2 separate regions of the Gasterosteus aculeatus genome follow, and region 1 is linked to region 2. The links are chromatin contacts, called in public Hi-C maps. All regions are on one chromosome and are shown on one strand. The core of a region is the stretch at or near the end of the contact, and the rest is flanking DNA. Distances in the headings are between cores, read along the strand shown. Region 1 holds the start of supt4h1 (SPT4 homolog, DSIF elongation factor subunit). Region 2 overlaps tspoap1 (TSPO associated protein 1).

Region 1 (4,659 bases), core at 1,582-4,081, 37 kb after region 2:
GGGCAGTTTGTTACAACGTCACAGACATGATCAGGTACAGTCCCACATTTGTTCATTCTTTCTGGGAGTTGTCGCTGTAGTCGCACACGGCTATGGTGTCACTGAACAGACAACTGGAACTAGTCGGGTTTATGACTTCACTGCTGTGTCTCTGGATTTGTAGATCACTCCTCTGCTTTTCAACTCTCTCACCACACCTTTAGAAAAGAAAATGAAACATGCAATCCTCATCAATGATGGAATTCCCAGGGTTCATACACATTTTGACCAGTGGATTTCCATGACATTTCCATGACTTCAAACAAAATGTCCATGACCAAATAAGTGTGAAATCTCAGTGTATACATGAAAGTGAGAAAATGTAGTATTTAAACTAACAATGAGAATACCAAAGCATACAGTGCTTCCCCCACCATTTAATTCGGTCTCAAGATGTTATAATCATACAATTATCCACTATGGATGAGTATCGTTTGGGGTTTTCCTGACACCAGTGCTAAAACGATACTTATAAAACATACCGGTGCCTAAACAGTGCCTAAAACAATACTTGTTTTCCATTATTTTACTTCAAATTATGGACAATACATGAACTGTTAACAGTTTACAGTAGACAACAGTCTCTGTAAGAGCCTGAAGTGTATGTATTACTTGATTGGAATTTTGGGAATATTAATCATTTAATTTATGGTCATTGTGCAGGAACTAAGGATATGTAACTTGTATTGAACGCATTTATGTTGGATTGACGTTCCTTGTGTGTCTCCATGTATTGACGTCGCGATTGCAGTAGGTGCAACACCATTATCTGCCGTGTGACAGAATGTAGTAATTGTATATTATGTTGACGCATTGCAGCATAAAATAAACACAAAACGAAAAGAATCAAATGATCTCCTGTCATTCGAGGAGGAAAATTAAGTCACGTGTCTGCAGCTTAATACGGCTCAATGACAAAGAACACCGAAGCAACGCCGCCGCGCCCTCTGTTTACAACTTGGAATTGCTGCTGGCAGACGGGCAGCGCACGTCGGAAAATGTCGGTGTCGCGTACAGCGCCGGTGGCCGAAGAGAGAGACGTGCTGCTCGGCATGGTGGCTTCGCTAGCAGTCGCCCTCTGATGGGGTTTCTGTAGTAGCTTCGCTAGCAGCGGCGCAGTGATGTCTGCTTCCTTTAGCACGGCTTGTTAATGCCGCTCTCCCATGTTTAAAATATATCATATTCCGCCTCCACATTACTTACATTCTGTTCGTCCCGGGTCTTTGTTTGTCGTAACTCATGAGATGCACTTTTCCATATGTAGCCAACCACGGTTAAATCTACACTTCCCTGACACTGGATGATTCCTGAGCTACCGAACTTTTCAGTTAAGGCGCCTTTACACAGCCGCGGTGCAAATTATTTGCGCTGCGAGTATCAGAGCGTCCTGCGTCGCTTTAAAACCATATGAATGATTTCAAACGTAATCTTAAATGAACCACATGACCATAGAAATATAACAAATTTCCATGACTTTTGCAAAACTTTTAAGATTTCATTTCTTTCCATGACTTTTCCAGGCCTGGAAATGACCATTTTGAAATTCCATGACTTTTCCAGGTTTTCCATGACCGTACGAACCCTGAATTCCAATCAAGAAAAAGCCAAACATTACATTTGATGCATATGGAGGTGGATTAGTTTAAATAAAGTGTACCTGGAGGTAGTCTGCCCGTTACCGACACTGCATATACACCTGGCTTAAAGTTGCCTGTAGGATGGAGAAAATATAAACAATTATAAAAACATGTATCCATAGCTTAGGGACGGCATACCGTAAAGCTTACTTAAGAGTTCTTCTACTCGGTCTTCTTCACATTTCCTTACCTATCCTCTGCCATTTAGCTACCCAGCTGTCGTCAGGACTCATCATGGATATCACACTGTGGACACACAGACAGTAAATGATAAACATCTAGAAAACAAAGAAAAGCTTTGTTGTTGTTTTGAAATACATGCTAAAATCAATGTTTACCCATCAAACGAGGAGCTTGTGCATTCATAAACCATTTCCCGGTTCCCCTTCATCTGGAGGTACGACTCACAGTTGTCACAGCCGTCGTATTCAAACTGGTCGATGGTCTAAAGAAAACAAGTAGAAGGGAACTCTTAAATCAAGGACAATAATAACAGCAAAGAATGGATACAAACTACACAGCAGGACACAGCGTTGGGTGTACAGTGACCACCACGAAATGTTATCGCTACAAAAGAATGTTTACGTTTGAGTGCGCAATATGCAGAAAACATATTTTACAGTATTAAGTTGCAATATGCAAAGATCTAGCGTTAAACAAACAAAACGGAGAGACTCTTGAATAAAGTAAAGTTACATTAATGATTAAAGCACTTGGGTTAACACTATGTTTGAATCTGGTTAACGATGGTAGAGGAACAAATCAGACCAGGCGTCTTAATGTAAACAAGCATGGGAAAGCGTACGCCTGTGTATTGGTGTTATTAAGTGAATTATGGTCGCTGTGAACGCGTTTACGTTTCATTTAATGTTACGCAACAAGAAAACTAGAGCACAGGAACCGGCTACACGTTAGCAAATAAGCTAGTTTGAGCGTTGCTTTATGGCGATTAACCGCTTACCTTCACTAAAGAACAAAGGAGACAGGCTCGCAGATGGCGCAGGTCTTTGGGGACAGTTTCCAACGCCATTGTGTTCCGCTCTCGGATAAAATACTAGTGTAAAACTGAGATATAAAAAAGATTATTGTTTTGAATGATTCCAGTCGCGGGGGAATTACGTCACAGACCGAGGGCCTTATTATCCCAGCGGAAGGGTAGATGTGGTGCGCCTGTGTAAAACTAGTTATATCGCCAGTATTTAAAACAATTATTTCAATTACAGGGACTATGTTTGAGTTATTATGCTTTAACGCACTCTGTATAGTAATTTAAATATGCCCCTTTTATGCATATGCTTAAGATTAAATTACATTTATAGTCATGCATAAATATATTCCAACCATCGGGATCTAGAAGAGGGAAAATGTGGTGCCTACTGAAATATTTGAATGTTGAAATGCTAAAACGAATTATTTTATGGATGGATAGACCGTGGAAGGATACAAGCTTTTTGTATCTCTAAAGGAAGACCATCTGGATACTTAAAACGAAAACTAACTTATTGTGAACATTTTAAGATCCTGTATATTCTCTTGACTGTTGATAATGCTGCTGTGATTACTTGGAAGAGCTCTGTGATTTCTGTAAAAAAAAAAGTGTCCCATTGGATTATACTTTTCTTTACTTTCCAGTTAAACCAAATGTTAATCTATGACCAACAGTCATTGAATGTCTCCCTCTGTCGTTGTCTTTTTTCATTCATTGTTTTCTTCCTTATTATCTTTGTCAATATTTTGATGTTATAACAACTATCGTTATCGTTTAATATATATTTTTTTAAATAACAAATGGTTGATCAATATTCTAATTTGGAATGCAAGTCAGTTTTGTTCTCCAAATACAAATTAAATGATCCTCAGTTGGTTTTGCTATATTTAGCCACATAATCTCATACTATCCAATTATCTATCCGTCTGTCTTCATACCCATCCATCCGTTAATTATCAATATTAATGGTTATAAAGCTAATTTATTATAAAGCATTAAGTAAATTAACTTACTCGTGCTGGACTTGAAGTCTAATGTTATGGGCGTTTGCACTTCTAATGTCATCCGGCTACGTTTCCATGTGAAACACCACTTGACTGCATTTTCTTTGAAAAGCAATTAATACCACTTTACAAAATATGTAAAGACTGTCCCGCAAAGCATCGAATATCCTTAAAATAGAGATGTCACTCATAAGCTCATATATATATATATATATATATATATATATATATATATATATATATATATATATATATATATATATATATATATATATATATATATATATATATATAGCAAAACAAACTGATCATTTAATTTATATTTGGAGAACAAAACTGTCTGATATATATATATATCGTAAAATATCCAATATATTAATTAATTAACAATTAATTTTGATTTCATCATGCTGGGACTACTTCTGTACACATACATAAGGACTCGGAACTTTTCTCAAACTAAAACTAAGATTTGTTCATCTCATTGAGTCATTAGCGGCCCCCTCGAGCCCTCAAACGCCGATAAACTTTTGCAGTTGGTTTCAGAATTCGCGTGTGATGAAAAACGTTGAAACTCCAACAGCTTCGACGGTTGAGGAACTTTCAACGGTTGTGAACTCAGGAGTGAGACATGTTTGGAGATTCAGGTAAAGTCACAGTTTCTATCAACGAGTGTTATTCTCGGCGTGACAGACGCCCCAAACAAAACACATGTTTCGAAATACTTTTATGCGGCTCTACTTTAGCGTGCTTTGCTTAATTTCATTTAAAATGCAGAGCAGGGACGTTAATTGGCGAGGAAGCGTCAACTGATAACTAACTAGCTAACTTAGCTTGAAATGTAAATTATGTTCAGGTCTCGCGTTGAGCATTTGTATTTTGTTATTTCTGCATTGACATAAGTAGCTCCAGAAGTCAATTTGTTTTAAAAACAGGAGACATTAGTTAATGTGGGTTCGTATGCTAATTCTCAACATTAATGTCATAAAAG
Region 2 (4,086 bases), core at 1,159-3,658:
TCAGTGTCGAGCTCCACGGCAGAAAAATATGTTTAGCTTTTTGTCCCCTCTGTGAAGTGGATCTGAATTTCATAGTGTTTGCAATCACATCAATTGATACAAGTTACACACCAACTAGCAAGACAATCAAAGCACCTTTTGTAGTAAAAGCTCAAACAGAGATACATTGACACATGTTACAGGGACATCATGTGCTCCTCTCTCCTCCCATTGCTCTTCAGACTCGGGCTGAGAATGAGGAGCTGAGGGAAGATCTCTCTGAAGTGACCGCTCACCACAATTCAGTTCTCGAGGAGAACCAGAGACTCCGTGCCAAACTGGAGAACCTAGAGCAGGTCATAAAGGTGCGGCTGGGCTCCGGCGCTCCACATGTTATTTTCATTCTTCATTCTTATTTCACTGTGAGAGAGATAAACTGCGCTCTGATATATATTTTCTTTTCTCCAAACAGCATATGCGAGAGGTCGCCGAGCGAAGGCAGCAGCTGGAATTGGAACATGAGCAGGCACTGGCTATCCTTAAGTTCAAACAGGATGAAATCAAACGGTTACACCGGGTAAGACGCTCGGCCTCTTCTACACTTCCTGTATTTAACTTAAAGTTTTCCCTGATAAATTAAAGAGACCCTCATGTCTCATGGGTGGCTTTGTCCAGCAGGAGGCAACCTTTGCACACCAATAAAGCAGTTTGATAACACAGCTGCCTGGGTTGGGGATTTTATGAGCAAACCACAAAAGTTACACTAAAATAATACCTTTTAATAATATTTTATTGTTTGATCCTCAGGCTCAGTTATACGCCAAGAGGGAGCATGAAGGGGTGGTTCAGGTTCTGGAGGTAAGTTAGTGTGTGACAGCAGAGAAATCCTTTTCTATACCAGGCAGGGTTTTTATTGCCGCACAGTCCAGCACTGAGATGCTTCTAAAAGCTTCAGGATGATTTACCAAGACAAAAATCCTGAAGGCGTCAAGAGTTTACTACAGTCACACAGGGGAGAAATTCACTCAGACCCGACATTAGAAAGAGTGTTTCCCTAATCCACTAGTGTGGTGCAATCTGAAAAAATCGACTTTGTCATTAAAAAAGGTTTCTTATCTCTCTAACCAAATCAAACAGTATTTGGGGATGTTTAGAGGACAAAAAAGGCATCCCATTACCAGTGGAGCGGCTCATTATTCAAATCTAGACACCTGGCAGAAAACATTTGTACTGGTACTTTATACTGCACTGCATTTGGGGTCCTGAAAACCGTTTGAACAGATGGCTTCTCCGCTGCCATGTGACATTTAAACATGAATTCAAATCGACGCAGTCTGTGACGGTTGGAGCCTCTGGTCTGTCTGATTGGCTGATGATTTTGAATGATGACACAAAAAAAAGAGCCTTAAAAGGTCTTCCAAAGGTACCGACTGTGTGTCCGCTGTCTCTGCTACAATTTTTCACCCAGTGCATTTGCTGAAATGACGTGTGTATTTTATTTTAGGAGTTGACTCAGCTTGTGTTGCAGAGGGAACTGGTAGAGTATACCTGCTCCCGACTCCTTATTTTTTCTTTAAGTGCTTGTTTCCTTCCTCTTGCTTTGTTTCTCTCACTTGCTGCGTGTATTTAAACCCAAAGCATCAAGGGAGAAAGTGTCTTTTCCCGAGTCAACGCAATGCCTGTACGACTAACCCCAGTATTTGTGCATATTAAAACAGGCAGCTGCAGACACGTTCTAGTGATACTGGTTCACAACAGGATTTTCTTGACCTGCAGACCTGAACTCGGACTGCTGTGTTTCTGCTTTATTCCTTTCTCAATTTCATTGTTTCAAAAGCATGTCTTTCCGTTTTTTCTGTCCTTTGTGTTCACATTTTGCTAACCAGAGTACACTGGACTGCATGCAGGTACTGTTGACCTTTAGCCATCTTGGCCTAATTATTCCCTGACACTAATCCCACCCCCTACCCAAGCCCCCTACTTATAGAACTAGCAAAACCAAATTGCTTTCATTTAAACCCCTTGAGTTGGCCTTTTACTTCATAAACATCAATTTCATAGACGCTTCATGGGGCCACAGAGGCCACAAATACTTTAACTCTTTATTAATTAACTCATTTCTTTTAGGCTTGCAAGCCGTGTGCAGGTCATTCTCATGAGACCAGATAACATCTGTGGCACGGTTAGCGTCCCAGCAGCACTGAGCGCCCTTGCAGGCTTCTTATTTGATCGTTTTCATGTACACATCCCCCATGAGAGCTCCCCCAACACACTGCTGAGCAGGGTGGCTTTCTGTAATTCAGCATTCATTTGAGGGTTCAAAGTGATTTCTCTCGGCGTTTCGGTCCTCATTTCCACTTCAGCTCGGTGTAGCCGGATAACGAGCGGCTGCAGGCGAGGCTCTTGCGTAGGTGAGAGATAACAGGAAATGTTATTCACACAGTTTCGTGCTGAGGCTTTTTGTCAGATCAGCCTGACAGGAAACTCACGCAACCTGAAGTGAAATCAGCCGCATGTAGAAACTCAGCAGAGCCAAAACGAGCCTCTATAGTAAAACCTGAACGGCGTGTAAAAAAAGAAGCCGAAAAAGTCACTTCTCTTAACGTGCTTGTAGGCTTCCCTCCTTTCCCATCCAACCAGAAAGCTCTTCTTTTTGTCTACCCCCTTTTTTCTTTCAACTAAACCTGTAGTTTGTGTTTGTGTAAAGCTTATATAAAATGTTTTATATAGTCTGTTTTGTAGAAAACTAACTGTATTCGCAGTCCTTTGTTATGTAATGATCCCATACAGGCAGCAATGTATGAACTATGATGTACCCTTTCTTAAACAGTTCCATTTATTCATACACCAAAATAATCATGACCATAAGATCAGATGTACAATTGGATTTGTCAAATGTGTTTTTACCTTATAGTATTATCACACAGACATCAGAAGTTTCTGCATGCCACTGACAATTTATAAAGCAGGTTACTTCTACAAACTGTTCTACAAACTCCACTTGAGACTGGAGAACAGCTGTGCTCACTTGTTAGTGTGTCTCGTCTTCTGGTTACTAACTGTCACTGTTCACCATTTGGGCAGTCGAAGGTACGAGACCTGGAGGACAAATGTCGCAGCCAGACAGAACAGTTTGGTGCCCTCTCCCAGGAGTTGGAGAAGTTTCGACTGCAGGCCTCCAAGGTGGACCTGGCCGGCGCCAGCCTCCTTAACAATCCCAGTCTCTCTGTTCTGACCAACGGGGTGGGCCTGACTGCAGAGCGAGGTGAGCCACACCACCCCGAAGGTTTCTCCAGCACCACAGTACATCCTGTGCAGAGAGAGAAAGTCTTAGTTGCTGAGGGCTTTTGGGTCGTGTTAGTGGATGAATCACCATCAGCTGTACATCACAAGGTCCTTTTTTCATTATTATTATGTACTATTTAGTACTTTGAAGGGAATCTAAAAAAACAGCTACATTTCAATAATCCCTAACCCAACTTTCATGGTAGATAATCCTTTTTAGTGTACTTTAATTTCTTAGGGAAATCCTGGCACAAAGCATGGCTCGGGACATATGGACCAGCAGCCTCAGTCCACTCTTTGACAGAATGCCTTCCTTCTCTTTTGTGTGTCAGAACTACAAACGGAGCACAACCTCTTACGTTTCCGAATGTTCAACACAGGCTGTGAATTAAAGGCACAGGTGCATGCTTTTGAGAATATCCATTATAATGTAATCCCAGCCACAACTACTTCAGCAGTGCAAACTAGTCCAAATCGCTTCTACTGTATGTGCCCATCCAACCTCTTTCCCCTTGCACTGTTCATGTCTTTTTAGACTGCACTGGTGGCTCATGGGACATGGTGTCTCTGGGTGAAATAGCCTTCTGGAGTCTCGAGGGAGGTGACACTCTCTCCTGCCCCGAGGGTAAAAATCCGCCCCGGTATTTCCTCCGTCTCTGTCACCCCATGATGAGTGTTGGGCACTGTCACAAAAAGCACGGCATGTTTATAACCGTCATCTCACCCACACTGTCGCCGTCCTGCACTGCCTGTAAATGCTCATCATCACATGAGGGTCAGTGCTCATGGGCTGAGGTGAGAAAATGTACCAGTTAAGCCCCT

What was found. Hi-C and Micro-C count contacts between places; a contact is called where the count stands out from the background.
Region 1: a contact with region 2 is called in a Hi-C map of skeletal muscle, with 2.5 times the contacts expected there. The contact joins the promoter of supt4h1 here to the enhancer-like site in region 2. A contact is called at or near these places in 3 of 6 Hi-C or Micro-C datasets (liver, skeletal muscle and tail fin).

Annotation. Positions count from the first base shown.
Region 1 is chr7:18,195,526-18,200,184 of fGasAcu3.hap1.1, forward strand. supt4h1 (SPT4 homolog, DSIF elongation factor subunit) reads right to left here and starts at 2,832. Exons shown (of 5, transcript XM_040182716.2): 1 at 2,638-2,832; 2 at 2,015-2,121; 3 at 1,867-1,922; 4 at 1,697-1,750; 5 at 1-197. The coding sequence starts at 2,706. The coding sequence ends at 130. It overlaps hsf5 (heat shock transcription factor family member 5), which reads left to right and starts at 4,066. Exons shown (of 2, transcript XM_078106177.1): 1 at 4,066-4,315. The coding sequence starts at 4,300.
Region 2 is chr7:18,158,738-18,162,823 of fGasAcu3.hap1.1, forward strand. tspoap1 (TSPO associated protein 1) reads left to right here. Exons shown (of 32, transcript XR_013468263.1): 9 at 222-344; 10 at 452-556; 11 at 787-837; 12 at 1,484-1,516; 13 at 3,064-3,244; 14 at 3,800-3,889. Among protein-coding and RNA genes, the nearest start is that of LOC120822794, 25 kb to the right of the region's middle. Within about 2 kb of position 2,409, at least 5 of the 9 cell types and tissues checked have open chromatin away from gene starts, as enhancers often do.